Linked DNA regions of Mus musculus: region 2 is linked to region 1. A link is a contact called in public promoter capture Hi-C data. All regions are on one chromosome and are shown on one strand. Each heading gives the region's core, a stretch centred on a gene start, on an enhancer-like site or on the middle of the called end of the contact. The rest is flanking DNA. Distances are from core to core; before and after follow the strand shown. Region 1 holds the start of Tfap2d (transcription factor AP-2, delta). Region 2 holds the start of Lincmd1 (long intergenic non-protein coding RNA of muscle differentiation 1).

Evidence for each region. Promoter capture Hi-C pulls out the DNA fragments that hold promoters and counts their contacts.
Region 2: a contact with region 1 is called in a promoter capture Hi-C map of hippocampal neurons, with 6 times the contacts expected there. The contact joins the promoter of Lincmd1 here to the promoter of Tfap2d in region 1. A contact is called at or near these places in 3 of 39 promoter capture datasets (hippocampal neurons, liver and stem cell-derived epiblast-like cells).

What each region holds. Positions count from the first base shown.
Region 1 is chr1:19,098,983-19,106,415 of GRCm38.p6, reverse strand. It overlaps Tfap2d (transcription factor AP-2, delta), which reads right to left and starts at 3,394. Exons shown (of 8, transcript NM_153154.3): 1 at 3,122-3,394; 2 at 1,555-2,052. The coding sequence starts at 3,160. Gm15825 (predicted gene 15825) reads left to right here and starts at 1,576. Exons shown (of 4, transcript NR_151619.1): 1 at 1,576-1,746.
Region 2 is chr1:20,667,054-20,674,486 of GRCm38.p6, reverse strand. It overlaps Lincmd1 (long intergenic non-protein coding RNA of muscle differentiation 1), which reads right to left and starts at 4,605. Exons shown (of 3, transcript NR_131249.1): 1 at 4,486-4,605; 2 at 3,383-3,537.

The DNA of each region.
Region 1 (7,433 bases), core at 2,145-4,644:
CTCTTTTGAAAAATACCCAGCTTTGTGCCTGGCACAGAAAAAAAAAATTTGTACAGATACAAAAAAATCAGCAACAGACGTGGCTATTAAAAGGAGTAAATAGGTTTTAGTGGAGCTAAGCATTGAATGGCAGATTTTTCCCCCTCCTGAGACATAAGGGGATCCTGTGGAAAATGTTAAAAAAAAAAAGTCCTAAGCGTATAAAATTATTTTGTGAATATAAGTGTATAAGGTCAACGTTTTAGGAGTAAAATATTTTTTCTTGTGCATGAATCTTGTAATTCTGGCTCTTTGTTGTAAGTGTAAGGGCTCCCACTTTAATTTAAAATTAATCTCTTGCTCAGGGGTAGAGGAGGGGGCAAGATATTCTGTGCGCAACAAGGGATCTCTTCTGTCTCCAAGTTGTGCTCCTGGAATATCTTCCCAGTCGTCAGGAGAAAGTGGAGGTGGCAGATTTTGTGCAGACAGAAAAAGGAAGGACTTGCCACGGGCAGAGGTGTACTTTCCACTATAAGAAAGTTCCAGTTTGACTCTTCTGGGTTCTTAGTCTAGATCTCAGGGCTTATTGATCTGAAATGTGTCTAAGACAATGGAACCACTTAATTAAAAACTCTGTTGTTGGCACCGAATGTGGAAGCGGTGTGAAGTAGGAGATTTGATGAAGTGGTGGCCTCTAAGGTGTCTGAATTTGTTTCTGCCCCCTCTCCTTCCTCTTCTTCCTTTCTTCTCAGCCTGCTGTCTTTCCTTTCCTCCTTTCCGCTTTCTCTCTCTTTGTCTTACTTCCTTTGTTTACTCATTTTTGACAGTACAATGAGTTGCATCTTACATAAGACCCGAAGGGAAAGAATAAAGAGTGCTGCCGGGCTCCTGTATGCTCAGGCACAGAGAAGCACGGCCGTACCTTGGCAAGTGCATTGTGCAGATTATGTTATTAGGGCTGTTTTGAGGCTGTCATTTGGGGTTACTTGCTTGGCACAGCAATCTGATATGCTTGTGAAACTTTGGTTCAAGCTTATGATTCCAACAATTTCCTGAAAACAAACAACCTCTCTCCTCCCGGAGAGAGACTTTCATCAGGAGACTCCCCTAAAGGTTCTGTCTAGGCCAACGCTGGAGACCCTGCAAATTATGGAAACTGAAAATACAATTGAGTGGACCTCAGCTTTTAGGAATCTTATTCTGAGACCTCTAGATTCAAAGCCAGCTCCATTGATCTCACACACCTATCCTCTCAGTGTCAGAAACGTAGATTCACAAAAGACTTCTGGTGACTGGCTCCAGAAAGGGACCTCAGCTATTGATCCAATGAGAGGAACCCAGTGGGCAGAGTCCTCCTGTAATCTCATGACTTTTTCTAATTCGTGTGCGAGTGTGAGTGAGTGTGTGTGTGTGTGTGTGTGTGTGTGTGTGTGTGTGTGTGTGTGTGAGAGAGAGAGAGAGAGAGAGAGAGAGAGAGAGAGAGAGAGAGAGAGACTTAAAGCTAGAGTATTAACGGAGAGCGGGAGGGGGAGGGCAGGGGGAGGGCGCAGACAAACCCGCTGCACGCTTATTTACCTGCAAGTCGTCGGCTCCCGCGGCGGCCAGCCCCAGGCTGGGCCCTGGCAGGAGTCTTTGATCTGGGTGCATTCCATACTGAGAGCCATGGCTCATGAGGGACAGGTCGTGGCGGCGGTAGGCATCGAGGCAACCCAGCTCCCGCCTCTGCTCGTCCAGGCAGGAGGACTTGAGAGCCCGCGCATTGTGCAGGTTAATAAAGTCGGTGGGCTCCCCGTGGTGAATCTGCTGGTAGTACTGTTGTGAGTGGTGGAGCGAGTTCAGAGAGTAGGCGTCGGGAGTGACCGCCGGGTGGCTGTGCTGGAACTCGTAATGGAAGGACTGGTGGTGGAGCGGGGTGTACTGGTGGTTAGTGGAGAAGTAGGGGGACGCAAACTCGGTGCCGGTGGTAGAGTAAGTTAAAGGAGAGGAGGAGGAATAGGCAACCGTGGAATTGGCTACGGACTCCAGACAGCCAAGCTGCATCAAACGGTAGCTGTTTGATCCGTCGTGACGTATCTGGAAGGAAGAGGGGGAAAGGGGAGAGCAGAAAAACTTGAGGTTTGTCATTTTGCAACCAAGGCGCCACTCTCCCAGAGTCGGGAGCTTTCCCTGTCTCTCCCTAGGAGGAGAGAGCGCGCTGGGCTTCCGGAGAGCAGCCGGACTCAGTGAGTGCCTTCACCAAGCAGACTTCGCTAACAGTTGAACTGGGGGTGGGCGGCCTCGTCTTCACAGTGGAGAGAGCGGGGTGGGGTGGGGGGAATCCCCCACCCTATATAGGTGCGGGCGACATTACACATGCACACACAGTCAGACAGACAGACGGACAGACACACACACACACTCAAATACACTCACACCCTTCAATTCTCAACTTGTGCCTGGAGCTAGGCGTTGGGAGTCAGGTTTGCAGGTGACTGGGGGCTTAGGGGAGCAAGAGAGTCCACATGCAGAAAACGCTAGGATGCACATCGCTACTCCAGCCAGACCCTAGCACCGAAATGCCTCCTGGCCATGCGGAGGTGTTCAGCCTGAGCTGCTAAAAAAAAAATAAATAAATAAAAGGATCACCGTCCACAAATATAAAGGTATATATACATGTACATTAAAAATCCCAGTCCGTGCAAATTGTTCAACTTGCTCGCCCCCATAGCCACTTGTGTGCCATTTCTTGAATAAACCCCTTCTGAAAGGGATGCGCTGCGTTCTTCCCCCCCACCCCCCAACCCCCACGTCCACCTACTGTCCCTCATCAGTCCCCTTTCTTTGCTTTTCGGAGAATCCTTTCTGTGTCTCTAGCTTTCTCCTCGTCCCCACTTATTGTTAGGATTATGCTTCTCCCTCATTACTGCAAATGGTGCTTAACTTGGAGGAGAGTTGCCCTCCCTGCGACAGATGTCATAACGAACTTTCTCCCGTTCCCTTCCGTAACTTCTCCCGAAAGCCAGATTATAATTAAACGTAACGGTCCAATATAGATTAGAGGCAGGGGAAGCTGCCACCACCACCGCCACCACCACCGCCGCCGCCACACACTCACACACTCACGCGCGCGCGCTCACACACACACACAAAAAAGTAATAATACCTCCGCATCGTGGACTAGTCCGGGAAAGGTAGTTGACATGATGGGTTTCTCCAAAAGCTTACGATGCAATTTCCCCCTCCAAAAAAAGAATCAGGAAAAAAAAATCCAAAACTTCTTGTATTTTCCAATTTTTTTTAAAGGAAGAAAAAAAATGTTCCGTAGATAGAGATCTAAACTGTAATGGTTTTGCCCGGATCAGATAGCTCCTTGCCTCGTACCCACTTAAAAAACCTGTAGGAACAAAATTTTCCCTCTGCACAAAAGCAGCTCCCTGGAACAGATTTTGTACTTGCTGAGAATTTCTTTGGCTGATGTCGTAGGTCCCTTGGTAATATAGAAGTTTTGAAAATTAAGCATCAGCAGTGAGAACGGGGAGGACAATAGGCAGAAGAGATTTATCCCATGAGACAAGGAATAAATATTGTATCTTCGCCTAATAAGGAACTGGGGGTTCTTTCAACATTTTTTATCCATTTTCCACAACCTTTATCATGCTTTTCTATACCGACTGAGGTGAGGACGCATCTCTGCAGAGAGCATTTACACATTTTTATTGCGAAGATAGAAATCTATCCCCAATACATGCAGCTTACAGACAGAAACATATATTAATTAAACCTTTCTTTTACATGACTGGGCATTTGTTCCTATTGGTTCCACTCCCTGGATGTTGAAAGCTGATCTTTTTTTCCAACAGGCATTGCAATCAGTCTTGCCCAGTTGGGATGTCTGCCTTCTTCCAAGTGAAAACAATACCCCTTTTCTCATATTTACATTGAATTTCTGTTCTTCGTCCTTGAAAGGCAACACCAGGTGGTGGCTAACATTTTTTTAAGCAGTTTTTAAGATAGATAATCATGATGGACAGTCCTAAGTTTCTGTTACAAAGAAGTAGGACAACTGGAAAAATGTATGAGAATAAAGATGTGTGAGGATATTGCACACTTAAGTAAATGTCTTTCACTCCCCAACCCAGCCTGTTTTCCCCCCTTTACTATTTTTCTTTTCCCTTTTCTTTTAAACAGTGTGATTTTTGTTTGTTTGTTTGTTTGGTTTTTTTATTTGTTCTCCTCTCTGTGTCCCTCTCTGTATCTGTCTGTCTGTCTGCCTGTCTCTCCTTATTTCTATTTTGGAAGGTGGGAGTGTGGACCATTCAACAACAGGAAGCAGTTATATTACCCCTAAAGGACCCCCAAATACTTGCATTACATTTACAAAGAGGGTGCTGGAAAGGGACAGGGAACAACAGCGCACACTGACACACACACACACACACACACACACACCTATTTCCATTTCTTCTAGGTTTCTCAACTTTCAAACAGTTTTAGAGTTATACTTCATCCAAAATTTAGGCTGATCCACTGAGTTATCTAGTGTCTTGAAGGTCTCTCTCTCTCTCTCTCTCTCTCTCTCTCTCTCTCTCTCTCTCTCTCTCTGTGTGTGTGTGTGTGTGTGTGTGTGTGTGTGATAGCAACAAGCTCAAGATATAGAGGCTATGCTAGGTTTTATCAGCAAACTTGCCTACTCAAGGGGGAAAAAAATAAAACACCCAAAACCTGGAGGGTTAGTTGGCCCCACCAGCTCATCTCAGAGATAGACAGGGTAATTCAGTCTTAATTGCTATTTCATTTGGTTCCCTTTTAAGTGTTTAAGCTGAGAAGGTGTCTTAATAATAAGCCGCAGGCAAACAGACATGTGGCTTTTTTTTTTTTTTTTTTTTTTTTTTGGTTGAGGGTATGGGAGGTTTTATTAGGGCATGCTCACACAAGGTACACAAGGTAGCCGGGCCTGTCACTCAGAGCTATTGGCTCTATACATAAGGACACATGACAAGAATTAAAATGCATTGTCTGCAATAGACATCCAAGATGCCTCACTTCCACACAGGATCAGCAGCCTATATTTGCTCCCCTTGTTAAGATGGACTTATCTCCACTCCCCACCCTGAAATTCCACATCATTAACTGTTGAAATCAGAAGGCTTTTCAAGCAAGTCCAGTGAGGATGAAAATGAAGAATATAGGACTTGGTCTTTAAGTAGGAGGGGAAGAGGAACATTGTTGGTGCTTAGAGCCTGTGCCCCCAAATGCTTACATTAGAGTCTTTGTTTGCTAGGTCTGAGCCCAGTTCTCATAGCTTATCCACAGTGAACATAGATAATAGGATCATACACAGTAGTCCACAGGATCTGGAGCCTGATTCTGTGACCTTCTCTCAGAATGCTTGTCCCTGAGAAAGCTTGGCTTCATGCCCACTAGAAGAATATGGAGAACCTCCTACCTACTTTTGTGAATGATAAGACAGTTTTGCTGGTGCATAATGTTAATTTCATAAGAAGTCTGCACTCAAATAAGAAAGGATATTATCTTCTCAATCAAATGAAACCCATCTGTCCCCAACACTTCCAACTGTCAGGAGCATCTGTCTTCAGTTAAGGTGAAGGGCTTTTTACTTTCAGCTTAGGTCCAAGGAGGGGATGGACGCACAGCCTTGTCTTCTAGGACAACCGGAAGGCTTAGGAAAGCATGACTGCCTCAGCTTGCTCTGGAGCAACATTGATCAATATACTTATTCCTACTTCCAGAGACAGCAATGAGTCTCATGATGCTTTTGATAATTAAGTTCATTATATCCTGTGTATCACAGGGTTCCTTCTAGCTGCTTCTTTTGTCTGAATACTTCATGACATTACTGAATTGCTGGCAGTTGTACTTTTCTGTTGCTTTCCCAATACCTACACCACTTCCCCGAGTGACTTTTAATTACCCAAATTAAGGAAATTCAGGGTTTCTTTATGTTAGTTGCTGAACACTCTTGGGCTTAGGAAGAAACTAAAGGCTACAGAGTGAGAGAAATATTTAAATACATCCAAGGGAGATGGAACAGGAAGGACATCTGTACCTTTTTTGCTAAAGGTTCTACTTTTTCAGGCTCTGTTGGAGCTGGTTCATCTTCCCCCTCTTTATATCATCTTCCCACTCTTTATATCAGCATCTTAGACAAAGGGGGAACTTCAGTTTGTCTATTGCTTCCTCCCAACTATAACAACTTTAAATACAAAAGGCCTTTTCACCCCGAAAGGATAGTTGGGGGAATCATCTCTGCCATATGCACTAACTGGTCAGCATTCCCTCCTGTCTGCTTAGGGGTTGCTTGCTGTGCCCCTTTTATGATTAACTTCATTGAGGCAGGTGTGTTTGATGTGTGTGATGTGAAGCTACTGGGTTTGTTTCTCTCAGTCATCTCCCCCTCCCGTTCTCCTTTCATCCAATTAATAGTCTTGAGAAATTAATACGTGACATCTTGCTTGACTTGGGTCAAGACTGGGCTTTTGAGCAAAGTTAATTCCTCTTTTTTCTGTTTTGCTCCTTTCTTGGAGAGTGATTGGCTACACATTCTCCAGGGGGGTGTTATAATTGAATTAACTGGCCACAGCATGTTGAATTCATGGTGACAGGCTGCCTGGGGGCTCCTTCTAAAGGCAAACTGGTGGTGTACATCCTGGTCTCAGCTAGAGTCCAGGCTAGTGCATACCTACTCTAAGTAGGACACAAGAAGGTGAGACAATCTTGCCAGTTGACACCTCCTGAGAAGGAGAGGTCTATGTTAACAGTCATGATTTTCTTCCCCTCTCTGGTTCTCCTGTCCCATATCACAGAAGGGCTTCCCCTTAAAATGTCTTATATATTATTATATTTATTTATAACCATCATTATTTATATTTATTATTTATAATAATAATTATTATTACCTTGGTTAGGATTCAGAGCTGAAAGAATAGTTTAAGAAATTGATGTTCCCTCTCCTGAGATTGTAGGTGGCTACCATGCAGTTTGTTTCAGTTTGGATCTATTCTAAAGCATTCTCACTAAAGGTATATGTACCTCCTCTAAGTTTGAGATTGGCAAACAATTAGCAGACAGATATCTCAGCTCTTATCCCTAATTTTAATAATTTTTTTTAGCTTTCTTTATCTTCTTCCTCCTCATCCTCCTTTCCTCCCTCTCCTACTTGGGGCTTCCTCTAAGCAATTTGTTTATGTCATATTAAATAAAGTAGAGTAATGATTGCAATTATTTAACATGATTTATGGTGTGTGTGTGTGTTGGATTCAAACTCAGGCTTTGTATATTGTCTACTACTGAGCCAGTACTAGCTTCTATTTGAGCAATTTCTACCACTCCCTCACACTTAGATACATTTAACCAAAGGAATTAACAAATGTATCTTCTTTTCTTTCCCAGTCTGTCCCCTTTTATCCACATTTGCCTGCTCTCCCTCCCTTCCTCTTTCTCCTTTCCTTTCCTTT
Region 2 (7,433 bases), core at 3,356-5,855, 1.6 Mb before region 1:
GACCAGTTCTGAGTGTTGTTTGACTCATGGGTATAAATCCTGGTTTAACTTTTTAGGGGCATCCGGGGCAGCACCAGCTCCAAATTCTACCTTCTCTCCCTCTAGGCACTCTGACACCTAGCTTAGAACAGGGGGTACTGGTGACATTACACTAACTTTCTCTCCTTTCTAACATCTCACCCAGGTGATTCAGAGCTGGGACTTCAGGGAGGGACAGGACCAGTGATGGGAAGGAGCCAACAGGCTACAAAAGCATTGGTTTGGAATCTTTATGCTTACACCAGTCCTATGAGGTCTATTTGAAATTTTTATTTTTTTTTTTTCAAGCAGAAGGGGACTTGGACACAAAGTTCCACTCCTAACCAAGAAATTCATTGCAACTGATACCTGCTGGAAGGGAACATCAGTTTTCTCTGAAGGAGTGACACTGGTAGATCAACCTCAGCCCAGGGCAGGTTCATGCTCAAAGCAGTTGGCTAACACAAAACTGACTTGTGTGTGTGCTTTCTTTGTTTTGCTTTTGAGAGAGAGAGAGAGAGAGAGAGAGAGAGAGAGAGAGAGAGAGAGAGAGAGAGAGAGGGAGAGAGGGAGAGGGAGAGGGAGAGAGAGAGAGGGAGAGGGAGAGAGAGAGAGAGAGAGAGAGAGCATGAAATTGGATAGTAGGGAGGTGGAGAGGACAAGGGAGGAGTTCAGGGAGAGGAAAGAATAAAATCAAAATATATTATTACACGAAAAAAATTTAAAAAGCCAATAAATGAAATAAAAATCCCATCTGAAATGACTTAATAAAGTTTGGAGTAGAAAGTGATTAAAAAACGTACTGAAATCACACAGCAGGTAAGTTGTAGTTATTATCACTTGATAAGCATTCTTATATTCTAGTACTTCCCAGTCTTGCTAACTGTTAGTGCTATGAGGAACTAAGGGTCCAGGTCCCTACATGCTGACAGCCGGCTGGGAGCACACTGTTGAGAGCACTCTGGCAGCTACACCCACTTTGTTTTGTTGCAAGTTGTAGGAGGACTTTGAAAAAAAAAAAAAACACTGCTCTGAGAGTGGACAGGATCAGGAGAATTTGTATTCTAAAGTAATGAAAGTATTACTGTTGCAAGCTATGCACTCCACAGCAGTATAAGGAAACTTTAGTCTGGATTAATGAAGAATTTCTGTATACATGATGATACAAGGTTAGAGTCTGAAACATAACTACCTTCTTTACAAGGAGTGGTTAGCATACTGCTAACAGAAAGGCTACATGTAACCCTAGTGAGCTATCCTCCCAGTGTTCCGTCTTTACTGGGAATTGCACCCTCCCATCTCGCCCTCCCCTACCTCCCCCTTTCGCTCATCTCCACAGGTGGAGTCCCCTCTTTTGAGACATGGTTTTGCTTTGTATCACAATCTGGTCTTGAACGCCATGCTCTTCTGAATTAGCTTCCCAACTGCCTCATTCCATAAAACACTTTAACTATGTTTTCTTCTTCATTAATGTTTGTACTTGGTCATATAAAATGTCCTTGTGACCTTGGTGACGCTTCTTGTGCTCTTGAGAAACATACCTGTCTATCGTCTTGATTGTCTGGCATCCTGATGGCTTCCACTTTTGATTTCTCAGCCTATGTCTCTTAAGGCTCACCACACAGACAGAATGACACAGATTAAACTCCCTCCTGACCCAGTGAAGCAATGTGTTTGCAGATACTCTTTTAAGCACTGTAACAAGCAACCTGTGTTCAAAATACTCCAGATGAAAGAAACAACCGACTGGCACACAAAGAGTGCTCTTTGTTGAATTTTGTACAATTGACTCTGAAGCCACTGTGAAGAAATCTGAATATGGTGGATCCAGGAAGCATCACCTTTAAAAAGCATGAGTTTCTAATTCAGTTTCCTGGCCATCCCACTTAAACATGAATGGTCAGTTCCACTTTCAGAGGTCCTGAGTTGGTAAGTCTGGGATAGGATCTGGAAGTGGTAACTGCAGCATGTTTCTGGGGAATATTGATGTTGCTGGTCTGGGGACCACACTGATAACTACTGGGTCAGTATTTCTTATGCTGTCCAGGGCAAGGGCAAGGAACTGATTCTACATTCTGGCCTCTTACCAATGAGGGGACAGACAGGAGGAAAAACCATTAGAGGCTGGGACATAGTGAACTGTCTCAAAGAAATGTCTCAAAGATGTGTTTAGACTCTAAACCTTAGAAGCTCCTTTAACAGTGAGGAAACAACCAGCCAACACACCAAAAAGAGAGGGACGTCCCATCTGGGAGGGTGCCAAGTGTTTTGACTCAAATTGTGTGCTACTTGAAATGAACCTTGGTGCCAGTGTTTATCAGTAAATTGTTCACTGGGGTTTGATGAAGACTAAGTGCGAAATGACGTAACAGGTTTTCCTGAGAAGATAGCTCAGCACAGGGTCACTGGCTCACAAACCCTCATGTGGCATTTGCAGAGAGATTATGATAATATGTAGTGTAACAATGTAACGATACAGAATAACAGCATATATCATTAACTCCAAGTCAGCTGTGCCCCACCCCTGCACTCCCTCCCTCCCAGTGCAGTCACTAAACTGAAGGAGGACTCACAGTTACTTAAAGTCTGAGGGGCAAGTCAGGAACACTGAGCTCTGGTCCAAACTTCCCAAAGAACTACATGGTTCAGGGAGTGCTTCTTAGTTTTCCAAATGTTGTAACTTCCACATTGTCTTAGTGGGGACATCTGTGGAGTCATTGAAAACTCAGCCTTCTGGGGTGATCGTTATATATATTAGATATATATTGAGATGTATCCATTACACACACACACAATTTCTGTGAATTCTTTGGAAAAAATTCAATGTGTATTTAAAACATTTTTAAGCCACCCCTAAAGGCATGCTGTAAGTTCAAGGTCACATGATGCTGAGTTCTTCTCCCCTTACTCCTAACGCCCTAAAGCTTTAGCTCTTCCTGAAGTAATGTGCCAGTCCCTTGGATGATTATGAAGAAATCTCTCCCCACAGTTGGATTCCGGAAACAGCACCTTCCCCCATCCCTGGGTATCCCAGGGCCCGTATCCTCCCATTTTGATCTTTGCTCCAAGCTCCTGCACACAGAAGCCCCACTTCAGTACCAGCCCACAAGTCAGCCACATGCACCTTCCCCACAGGTGGAGGCCGCTCTGTCAGAAACTTCCCACTCCTGCTTGTTTGAGATGCAGAAACCCGGAGCTTCACCTGCTCGCCTAGATCTGCCTTGCTGACTTCACATAACAGAAGCGGATCACCCACAGGGCTCCCCAAAAATTCACAAAGAGAAAAAGACAGCTGGATAAGGCAGGAACAGCCAGGGGACAAAGAGAGGAGACAGCAGCATGCAGAATCAGCTCAGTGACATACCTGGGGACAAGTTGCAGGCAGGTCCCTCCTCCTCTGTGGTTTTCTTGCCCCGCAGGCTTCTGCCCCCATTGAGGAGCATAGAACCTGGGTCATTATTTATTTATTTCCAGAGCTGGCAGTGTTGGCTTGCATTTCTATGGCTTCCTGTCAGAATCCTCTCAAGGAAACAGCAGCTGGTGAGCTCAGAAATGTCAGTCAGAATCTTGGCCTAGTTTGGGGCCTTGAAGATTCTTACAGAAAGTTACGAAGGTTTCTGGGCCAGTGTCTCCTTTGGGCTTTCCTTGCCTGCTTCTCACCTTTCCATCTATTTTTTCTTTCCTTTTCCTCCCCCCGGCCCCCAGTATCTAGCTGCTTAAATTGCCTGCTCCTGTCTTTCTGATGGTCCCCTCTTGGGTAAAGCTGTGGCTCTACCTGCAGCCCAGCTGAACAACCCGGTGACTTTCTGACAGTTAGGCCGCTATGCCTGTACTCATTTCTTGTTTGTCTCTTTACAGACCCCCGCCCCCATTCCTTTCTACTCTTACCTCCACAATCTCTATCCTACCAGTCACTCACAGAGAAACCAAGGTCTTTCCTTTCCTCATGTGCTCTGTCCTCTTTGACAGTCTATCATTTAGCCCTCTATGTACCATGCCTGTTTCTCTTTCATTTTTTTTTTATGACTGTCATTTGTTCAAGCTTTACCTCTGCATCTGAATTGTGATCTGTCTAAATGTGTTCTGGGTTCAGGTTTGTCTGCCTCTCCTCTCCTCTCCTCTCCTCTCCTCTCCTCTCCTCTCCTCTCCTCTCCTCTCCTCTCCTCTCCTCTCCTCTCCTCTCCTCTCCTCTCCTCTTCCTTCCTTCCCCTCATTTCCTCTCTTCCTTCTTCGCTTTCCTGTCTCATCTCCTCTCCCTGATCTCCTTCTTATTCCTCTCTTCAGGGTCTCTCTCTCTCTCTCTCTCTCTCTCTCTCTCTCTCTCTCTCTCTCTCTCCATCTCTCTCCAGGGCTTCTCTCTCCAGGCAGTCTCACACTCTGCTTTGCCTAGTCTCTGCTTTTTCCAGGCAAGCCTCTTCCCTTTTGTACTTTCCAGCCCTCTGCCCACCCCGCGTTGTGCTCTCCCACCTGTTTGTGTCTTTTAAGGACCGTGGTCATGTCCCTGCCTTCTGTCCACCTCAATCACTCCAGTGACGGGCTTCTGAAAGCTGTTAAATTATACCTCTTCAGCTGTCCCACTGCAAAGAGAAATGTCCTTTGCTAAATCCCCCTTTTAAATAGGCAAGTCCATATTAATGTTCCTATTTATAGAGTGTACTAATGCAATACACAAATTGTTTTAAAGACTCAGGATATAATTTTTAAAAAAAAGTAAGTGGATCCTCATCGCTTCGTTTGCATCCATGGATGCTACTTGAGATGCAGCTTCTTTTAGCTCATCTGAAACTCACTTTGCATATTTGTCTGATGGGTAGATACTTATTTTGAAAAATATGAGTAGCTTGGGCAGTAGACGCTCAACAGCATGTACTTGGTGAGTGCTTGCCAGACTGTAGTACACCTTATTAGACACCAGAATTGGGAAGAACTATTCCATACTCATGAGAGACATCCTGATACTTTTGGGGCTGGAACCTGCATCTAGGGAAATATATGTAATAGAACATGATTTTAGACTGATGATCCAGGGTAAGTTCTACTGGAACCCAAAGCTGGGTTTGAGATCCAGGTGGTAAGAGCTTCATGGATGACAGTGGTTTCAGTTGGGTGAGGATAGACAGAGCAGGCTTCCACACATGGATAGAGCTATGAAGAGCTCTGTTACATGGAGAAAACCTCCGGCAAAGGCACAGAGACAGGAAGTGCTGACAAGGTAGCCATTCTAGGGACACAGGCTTATGGTAGGAGATGCCAAGTCTTTAAGAGTTCCTAGAAAGCAGGCAATTTTATATGATATACCTATGAAAATATGTATGCATTGTATATGTTATATGATGAAATAATATATTATACTATAATATAAACACACACACATATATACACATATACATACATATACATATGTATATTTGGATTTGTGAGATAGGGTTTGTCTGTCTAGCCTTGACTATCCTGGAACTCATTCTGTACACCAGACTGTTCTCAAACTCAAAGATCCACCTACCTCTGTCTTTTAAGTGCTGGGATAAAAGGCATGCACCACTACCACCCAGCCACTTTATAGTTTTCAGTATGTCTGGAATGCGCAATACTGAGAATTCCTAAAGGGCAATTTTATGCTGATTTTGATTGCTCTCTTTTCCGTTTTGTTTCTAGCATGGAGTATGGCACACATCAAGCTCCCAATCAGTGCTTAAAGGTTAAGTCAGGTCAATCTACAACTTTACTACAACATGTAATCCCCATAGGCCTAAAATCTCTTTCTAACACGTCCACCCATTAGTTCTTCTGATCTTTACTCCACGTCAATAGATGAAGCTGATATTTACTTGACAACATGTCGTCTTTATGTAGGGCTACATTTAAGGCTTGAAGCTAAAAGTGAGCCTCCAGGCCTGTTGGAGGCGGATACGTCAGAGGAATGTGGGTACTGAAATTTGGGAGATGAGACATGAAAGCCACTTCAGCAGCAAGAGACTTGCTGAATGTACAGAACTCACTCGGGAGGGAGAGCTAGTCTTAGGCCTCCTGATCAATTGTCAGCTTTTTTTAATTTTTAATTTTTAAATTTTTATAAATCTCAATAGATTTTAGGGCAGAGACCCTGTCATTTTCAGTTGAAGAACCATCTTACTGTCTTATATAAATAAGGCATTTATCTCTTAATTTTTCTTTTAATGATGCAGGTTCTGGAGTGAAGATGTGAAGTCCTAGTCTAGGTTCTTCCTGAGATGTTCCTAATGAGAGCTCTTTCCCTAGGGAAAGCCAGGTGATAGGGTAAATGGAGAGCCAGTCTTAAGGATCTCAAAACATTTCCACTCATAAAGAAACATTATTTCTTCAGTGTATGAGGAAACAATGACCAGAAGGGATTTTCCCATGGCCACAGAACCAGCGTCTCTTGATTCCTAACTCTCATGATTGTTGAATAAAGCTGTTCTGAAGGACATTCCCCTTCCCAAGGTCACCACTGAGAAGCAGTGGCCATAAAGAGAACACTGAGGAGGATATAGTCACCTCTTCAAGCTCTTCAGTAGTAAGTGGAAACTGGACGGGGAGAAGGAGCGACAGCTGTTTGGAAATGCAGAGAGCAGACTGTCACACGTCCTGCAGTCTCTTGATGGTTTGTGGCAGGCTCAGTGTTGGAATTTCATAGGAGAGACAATAATACTACTAAATGAAATCATAGGATGGTAATAATAAATCCTTTGAGATGTTGCCAGACCTGAACACTGCACGCTTCAGATGCCAGCGGACAGCTGCTTGGCTAAATGTGGTCCCCAGTTGTCAAGGAGAGACCCACCCCGTTATAGGAGAAACAAATCAACAAGATATGCAGGGCACAGGCAGGGCAGAGCCACAGGGATGTGAGGGAGCCCAGTCGGGCATCATCTCTGTCCTTGTGGAGTTAGCCATTGCAAAACGAGTTCAGAGCTTCAAATTTGACACAGGTGTGTGAAGTACCATGAATTGATTTCAGTGAATTAGGTCTCAAAGAAAAGACCATGTGCCCCAGGTGATTATCCTGTTTTTAGACAAGTGTTTGCCAGTTGTAGAACCAGACACCTGTAAAGGTAATGGTTAGCTGTGAACTCGTGACATCCCCCCAAGATAATTTAGTTTCTTCAAATTCTATAACAAAGGACTTTTTTGGTATCTATTATATGATTGCCAGAAATTGCTGTTTTGTTTTTGTTTTTGTTTTTTTACTTTAAATCCTTCTCCTAAAACTGAGAGATAATAAAACAATAACGTGATAACCTTCCCTAAAAGGGACTTGAAGAATGATGTAACATTTGAGCTAAAATGTCAATGTTTACAATACACCAGCAATTGTCATTTTAGTACTCATAATTTAAAGACCCCTCTATACAAATAATGTTTAAAAATCAATTTAAGTAGCACACAAGTAAGAT